2 separate regions of the Astyanax mexicanus genome follow, and region 2 is linked to region 1. Evidence: chromatin contacts called from public Hi-C data. All regions are on one chromosome and are shown on one strand. Each heading gives the region's core, a stretch centred on a gene start, on an enhancer-like site or on the middle of the called end of the contact. The rest is flanking DNA. Distances are from core to core; before and after follow the strand shown.

Evidence for each region. A called contact is a pair of places that touch in the nucleus more often than the background predicts.
Region 2: a contact with region 1 is called in a Hi-C map of muscle, with 16 times the contacts expected there. The contact joins the promoter of hoxc10a here to the enhancer-like site in region 1. A contact is called at or near these places in 2 of 3 Hi-C or Micro-C datasets (both in muscle).

The regions. Positions count from the first base shown.
Region 1 is chr13:912,795-916,531 of AstMex3_surface, forward strand. No RefSeq gene overlaps it. Among protein-coding and RNA genes, the nearest start is that of LOC111196842, 11 kb to the right of the region's middle. Within about 2 kb of position 1,772, the one cell type or tissue checked has an H3K27ac peak away from gene starts, as active enhancers do.
Region 2 is chr13:1,084,740-1,088,476 of AstMex3_surface, forward strand. It overlaps hoxc10a (homeobox C10a), which reads right to left and starts at 2,029. Exons shown (of 3, transcript XM_007239348.4): 1 at 1,148-2,029. The coding sequence starts at 1,919.

The DNA of each region.
Region 1 (3,737 bases), core at 522-3,021:
GAACTGATTCAGAAACTGATTCAGAAACTGAAGTGGTTTCTTAATTTTTTGCAGAGCTGTATATACAGTATTATTTTATTATTTTATATAGTTATGACGGCCATTAGGCAGACTATTTTGTTTATATATAATTATCCAATGGTGAAAAACAAAACCCAGCTCTTCATTTTTTACATTTTTTTGCACCTCCACACCAAGAGAGCGGAGAATAAATAATAAAGCGAATGATTTAAGGCGCCACGACTTAAACACAGGAATAGAGGCGTGAATTCAGGCATTAAAGCACTTTGTTAGTCTTGGTTGCTCTGATACAACCTGAGAGCAGAAAAAAGACATTCGACTGCCAACGACAACCTTCCCTGTTTTCTGTTTTTATGATCCGAAATTGAGGAATAGAAAGGGAAGGAATAGAAAGGTGAGGAATAAAAAGGAAAGATATAAAAAGAAAAGGAATAGAAAGGGACGGAATAGAAAGGAAAGGAATGGAAAGGGAAGGAATAAAGAGATAAGGAATAGAAAGGAAAGGAATAAAAAAGGGAAGAAATAGAAGAGGAAGGAATAGAGAGGAAAGGAATAGAAAGGGAAGGAATAGAAAGGAAAGGAATGGAAAGGGAAGGAATAAAGAGATAAGGAAAAGAAAGGAAAGGAATAAAAAAGAGAAGGAATAGAAGGGGAAGGAACAGAAAGGGAAGAAATAGAAAGGAAAGGAATAGAAGAGGAAGGAATAAAGAGGAAAGGAATTGAAAGGAATGGAATAGAAATGGAAGGAAAAGAAAGGTAAGGAATAGAAAGGAAAGGAATAAAAAAGGGAAGAAATAGAAGAGGAAGGAATAGAGAGGAAAGGAATTGAAAGGGAGGGAATAGAGAGAAAAGGAATAGAAAGGGAAGGAATATAGAGGAAAGGAAGAGAAAGGAAAGGAATAGAGAGGAAATGAATAGAAAAGGAAGGAATAGAGAGGAGAGGAATAGAAAGGGAAGGAATAGAAAGGGAAGGAATAAAAAAGGAAAGGAATGGAAAGGGAAGAAAAAGAAAGGGAAGGAATTGAAAAGGAAAGGAATGGAAAGGCAAGGAATAGAAAGGGAAGGAATAGAAAGGAAAGAATAGAAAGGGAAGGAATAGAAAGGAAAGGAATAGAAAGGGAAGGAATAGAGAGAGAAGGAATAGAGAGAGAAGGAATAGAACGGTAAGAAATAGAAAGGTAAGGAATAGAAAAGAAAGGAATAGAAAGGGAAGGAATAGAAAAGAAAGGAATAGAAAGGGAAGGAAATGAAAGGAATAAAAAAGAGAAGGAATAGAAAGGGAAGGAAATGAAAGGAATAAAAAAGAGAAGGAATAGAAAGGGAAGGAAATGAAAGCAATAAAAAAGAGAAGGAATAGAAAGGGAAGGAAAGGCTGCTGCTGGTTTGGTGGTAAAAGGTGTGAAAGAGCGCATTTGTTTAGTCGCGCTGACACCTGGCGGCCGAACCTGGAAGCGCACTTTAATTCAGACAATAGAGAGAAACGAGAAATGACAATAGATCAATAATTATTATAAAAAGTAAATACAGTAAATATATTTATAACTGTAAATGGATTATGCTGATTGAAACATATTGCACGAGCATACTTTATAATACTGCCTGTATATAAATAAATAATAAATATATATATTTCAGCTGTGATGTTGTTCAGTACAGGCCTGTGTTTAGCAGGAGGCTCTCAGAGCGGGTTGCGTTGGCACACACATGTAGGTAAATCACAGAGCTGGCACCACTGGGCCAGAGGCCAAGCACGGCTCTAAACAGAGTTACGAGCTCCCGATGAAGACAAACTGGGCACTTAAGGACACGTTTACTGCCCTAAATAGCTGCGGCGTGAGCGAGCAGCGCCGTGTTTGGAGTTTGACCCTGTTTTGGACGGGAGATTTCTGCATCACTTCAGCTGGAAATGGTTTGGGGGGGGGGGGGGGGGGGGGGGGGGGGCTGGATTGGAAATGGTTGCGGAAATTGTCATTTAAATGCACGGGTACTGTATAAAAAATCTCAATAAAATGATCATTAAATGACTTTCAGATCTAAATCCAGTGCAGTTTAGTACAGAATACTATTAAGTGTCATTCATTATACTATATACTATGGGGAAAAAATGCAAATCAAGAAATAAAACAAGATTATTTAAAACAAGGTTCTTTATAAATCTGCAAGAAAGGTTTATATTTGATATAACAGTTTTTTAACATAATTTTTAAGTAAAGCTAAAAAAAAAAAAAAAAACTTTTTATCCAATCAATCCAAACAGTGAGATCTAGTGAACCGATTAGTATCTGCCATGATAATAATAATTACAACAACAATACTAAGGGACACAGTCATCAAATTGAACACAAAATAATAGCAGTTTCACCAATGACAATTTATATATATAAATAAATAAAAAAAATAAATAAATAAAAAATAAAATGGCACATGGGATTTCAATATATATGTGGTCAAACTAATAATAAATTCGCTCATATTAGATATAAGATGTAAGGCTAAAGAGTATAAAATGGGATTGGATCTCCTACCACAATATTATTCTATATCAAAATTCGGCAGCATTTTGACAGTGTTGTGTTTTTGCAGGGATTTCAGTATCTGTTCAGATTTCAGTATCAGTAAATACATCAGAAAACATTGTTTAAATATAATGATAATTAGTTAATCAGTTCCATGCTGATTCATGATTCAAGCAAATAAAAGAAAAAGTCTGAATCCAATATCACTGACTTTCTCGAATTGCAGATAAATATATAGGACATGATATAAACCAGTTACTACATAACATACTGTTATATTATTACATTTCATTTTATTATGTTTAGTAATAATACATTTTCTACTGTATTGTAGTATCTATTGATGCTACATGTCATTAAACACTCCACACTTCGTTTCTTGGCTTTTTAATATATTTGTATTTGATGTTTTATTGGGGCTCAGTGGTGCTGGGGTTGTGGGTTCGATCATTACTGTGATCACTGTTTGTGATTAGTTTGGTTTTGTGGCCGGTGGACTTATGGTGGGAGAATTGGCTAAATCGCCCCTAGGTGTCAGTGTGTGAATTAAATGTGAAGTGTGTGTGTGCGTGTGTGTGTGTGTGTGTGGTGCACTGCTGCTTTGCACCCAATGATTCTGGGTCAGCTCTGGAAACATGATGACTCTGATGAGGACGATGCAGGATGGATGGATGGATGGATGGATGGATGGATGGATAGATAGATTTTTATATATAATATATTATATATACATATTTAGTTTGAAAGCCAGACAATTGTGGATCATCATAAGGTACAGCCTCAGCAAAAAGCTTGTATAATTATACTATTACACATAATAGTATAGGTATATAAGTATTGTATAAGTACCTATACCTATAACTCTATAACTTACTGTAACATTTAAACAAGAAAACATTTAAATAGGATTTATAGTCATCTGCAGGCATCTGAATGTACATATAAAAGTCATTACAAAATATATTATCAGTAAAATGAATTTAAATGAATGAAAGATGTTTAATTATATATGCACCTTTTCTATAGGACGGTGAATGTGGTTTACCTTTACAACTAACAGAAGTGAAATTATCTATAAATTAAATTATAAACAAAGTGTTATTTTGAAGTATATAGTATATGAAATATACACTCACACACTTTGTATCTTTGCAGTGTTCATTTTCTGAATTCTAACAGTATTAAAATATTACAGCATGT
Region 2 (3,737 bases), core at 779-3,278, 170 kb after region 1:
GTGCGCAACATTGCATTTGAACAGCCACTGTGGGCATTCCGCACCCATTTAATTAATATAGGATTTGTTTGTGTGTGTGTGTGTGTGTGTGTGTGTGTGTGTGTGTATGTTCGTGTGTTTGTTGCGTGCTTGTGTGATCCTGTTTATTTAGATGCTAAGTGCCCCTAGCGCATTTTGTGTCTTTATGTGGCCATGTTAAGCACAGTTGCAATCGTAAACACCAGTTCAGAGGGACGTTTAGATGTCTGATTGCGTCTGTTTACACGGCAATTTACGAAGAACATTTCTGAGGCTGGAAGCCCAACAAAACTCTTAACTAATCCGATGTTTAATTCTTCTAATTCCATAAATGGCGTTGCAGTCTGGAACCTTGAACCTGCAGTCAGTGCGATGGCTTCAGGTTTCAGTTTAGAATACTATATGTTTGAATGTTTAAAGATTTTCTTTGTGTCTGTGTGTTTGTTTCTGATGTTTTCATTTATCTTCGGGATATGTATTTTTCCTGGTCGGCTACTAAGTAAACAAGGATGGATAAACTAAAAAAAAATCGTTGCAGTTAATTAAATATTATATATATATATATATATATATATATATATATATATATATATATATATATATATATATATAGAAAGAGAGAGAGTAAGCGTAAACTATGTCTTTTTTAAATGTTTTAAGCACATTCTAATTAAAAAAAAAAAACAAACAAACAAAAAAACAGGGTTTTGAATATGCCACATTTTGTAACAAATAATTCAAAAAGTAACAATTTACACCGACAATTGATCAGGCACACAAATAAATATTTATACTCTAATTGCATTATATTAGCCTTTCAAAAAGTTGTGTCAAAGTTTTAAGAATGGACCAGAAATTTACATTTTGCTTCACCGTGACTTTCAATAAAAGGTTAAATTTAACTGGACGCTGAGCAGATTTCTTAAATGGTAGCAAAGTATTTTGTGTTTGTATTTTGCATGTATGTCTGTTATCATTAACTAACATCATAACTAACGTGTGCACAAGTCCTACCAATGTATAAAAACAAGTGTGTACAAGTGTCCGTGTGTATCGGTTTGTGTATACATACATATATATATATATGTGTGTGTGTATGTGTGTGTGAAAACCTCGTTAGTTGGATCACCTTTCAGTTCACTCTCAGATTCATCTGTACAGCTGTCTGTCTTAGGCCCACTCTCTTCCTTCCTGAGCTGCCTCTTTTCCGCGCCTTGTTCCTCCGCGGTGGTCTCCTCCCTGGCTCCGTCCTCTTTTGCTTTGCCGTCTTTGCCATAGACATCTGTAGCCTGAGGCTCTACTGGTGTCGTTAAACTGGGCAGCGGGTTAAAGTCCGAGGCAAAGCCGTCTCCGTGCTGCCCCTGCTCGCTGGCGTACACCTGGTTCCCTCGGAAATAATCGGAGGCGGAGACGCCACTTTTATCCGAGTGGCTGCCATTGTCCCCCAGGCGGATGTAAGTCGTAGACGGCTCCTCTGCAGATTCCTTGGGACTATCAATGTCTGCCTGGTACAGGCAGGGCAGAGCCTCCTCCTTGACGTGACTGGCCGGGAACGAGCAAGGGTGCAGGGGCTGGGCAACAGGTTGCGCGCCCCTGTAAGTTTTGGAGCCCGCTGTCCAGGCGTCCCGCTGCGACAGGTAATGTGCGTGCGGCTGCTGCTGGTGATGGTGGTGATAGACGTTCACCGGCAGCGTGCTCGGCGGCAACTCGTCCCGCTTGGAGAGAGGTGTTGCACCTACGATGCCCACATTCCTCATCATCTGACAGCCATATTCTGCGGGCGCTTGCATATACATCCCGGGGTTGGTGGTGGAATAGCCCTCACCCCTGTACGGCGATGTTCCCCCGACCAGCGAGTCCATCAGAAAGGACCCGGCTGCCACGTTGTTCGGGCATGACATATTTGCCGGAGGGCGCGTGTTTTTTTTTTATGTTTTAAAGCAATCCCGCTTACGTCTAAGAGGGTTAGGACAGTACGACGCTGACATATTTTGGGGGGGCGAGAAAATATCAGCAACATAATTATGGATTCAAGGCGCCCTTGTCATGTGATTTTCAGACCAATAGGCTTTTGGAAGTGGCCTTGATGCTCTAGACGGGGCTGACGTCACCGGGGTCAAGTTAGTGAGGGTGTGAGCTGCGGCGTGGAGCAATGGCGCCATCTAGTCGACGCGCTCGAGTAAAGACACAGCCCATCACAGACAACAAAGAGTTGCTGTCGACTGGGCGAGACCTCCAGTTACGTGACTTGGGCGAGCATGAGAAGGTAAAGCGAGAAAAGCAGGTAAATAAAGTGACGAACTTGATAAAGGTGGGAAATGATCACAACACAATACTGCAGCTTTGCCTGTTTAACTATCCGGGCTTCGGTTGTTCATCAGTCTATACAGTTTTTGGAGAAAGAACCTCATTATCTTATTGCGCATTACGGAGGTATGTTTCTTCTTATCACTACTCGATATTTGTCATCCAGTTGGCTGCTTGTCATGTCGTCGGTATGTTAGTTGAAACGGTTGTAGTCATTCCTATTTAAAGGAGCTAATTTTTGCAAGTACTGCAGTTACAATTTTCTAGCAGTTTAGGTAAGGGCATTCTGACAGCTGGTGAGTTTTAAATTTAGCCTTTGTTAATTACACGGTCCAAACAAACATTGCTGTGCAGGTCTAAAAGCTTATAATATATATATATATATATATATATATATATATATATATATATATATATATATATATATATATATATATATATATATATATATATATATATATATATTGCTGCATTAGTCCTGCAGATATTATATTTAATTCTATTGAATTTAGTACACATTAAAATATTTTTGCCTCGAAAAATTGCATTGACTAATTAAACTAATTACAAAATGCATTAAATGTTTTGTTTTGCAATTAAGGGGATTAGTTTTATTTACTTTTACTCTGAATTTGTCTAAAATCCGATGACAATTCGACAGTATCCACCATTACGAGAGAAAGATTGTAACATGTGTTTTCTGTAATATTGTCTGGAGGTATACTGAAGCAGTACCTTTTGTAATTACATAGATTATTTTCTGTCTGCTTTTTATTTTCTAATATTGCGTTTAAACGAAATTCCAACGTCATGGGTAGGGCTGGTTTCGTTTACATTATTCCCGTTTTTTTGTATTATGCAGTATTATGTTGCATATTATGGGCAATTGCTGAATCAATACATTTATTTAACTAAACCTACTGCTACTTTTTTTAGTTTTTTTGTTTGTATATTGTGCTTGTTTTTAAGTTTATGTTTATTGTAATTTGAGTATATATATATATATATATATATATATATATATATATATATATATATATATATATATATATATATATATATATATATATATAGGACCTATTATACTTTAATGTCAAATGAATTTAAACCAAACGCAGGAGTGCATTTGTTTTTATTATCGCGCGACGTAATGTACGCTATTGTGCCTTATCAGGGCTTGCCCATGACTGCAAACACAGCGAATCGAAATCAGTGCTTCTGAATTTAAAGGTGAAATCTAAAAGTATCAGTTTTAAAGTCGTGTTAATGCATTCCTATCTAGATACTTAGTGGTTAGGATTTCTGGACTAAAACAAAATGATATTGTCCCACGAAACTCACTATTGGTTACACATTTTGCTATAAAACTGTAAAACTACAACAAATATATAGCAATACATTTTCTTCTGACT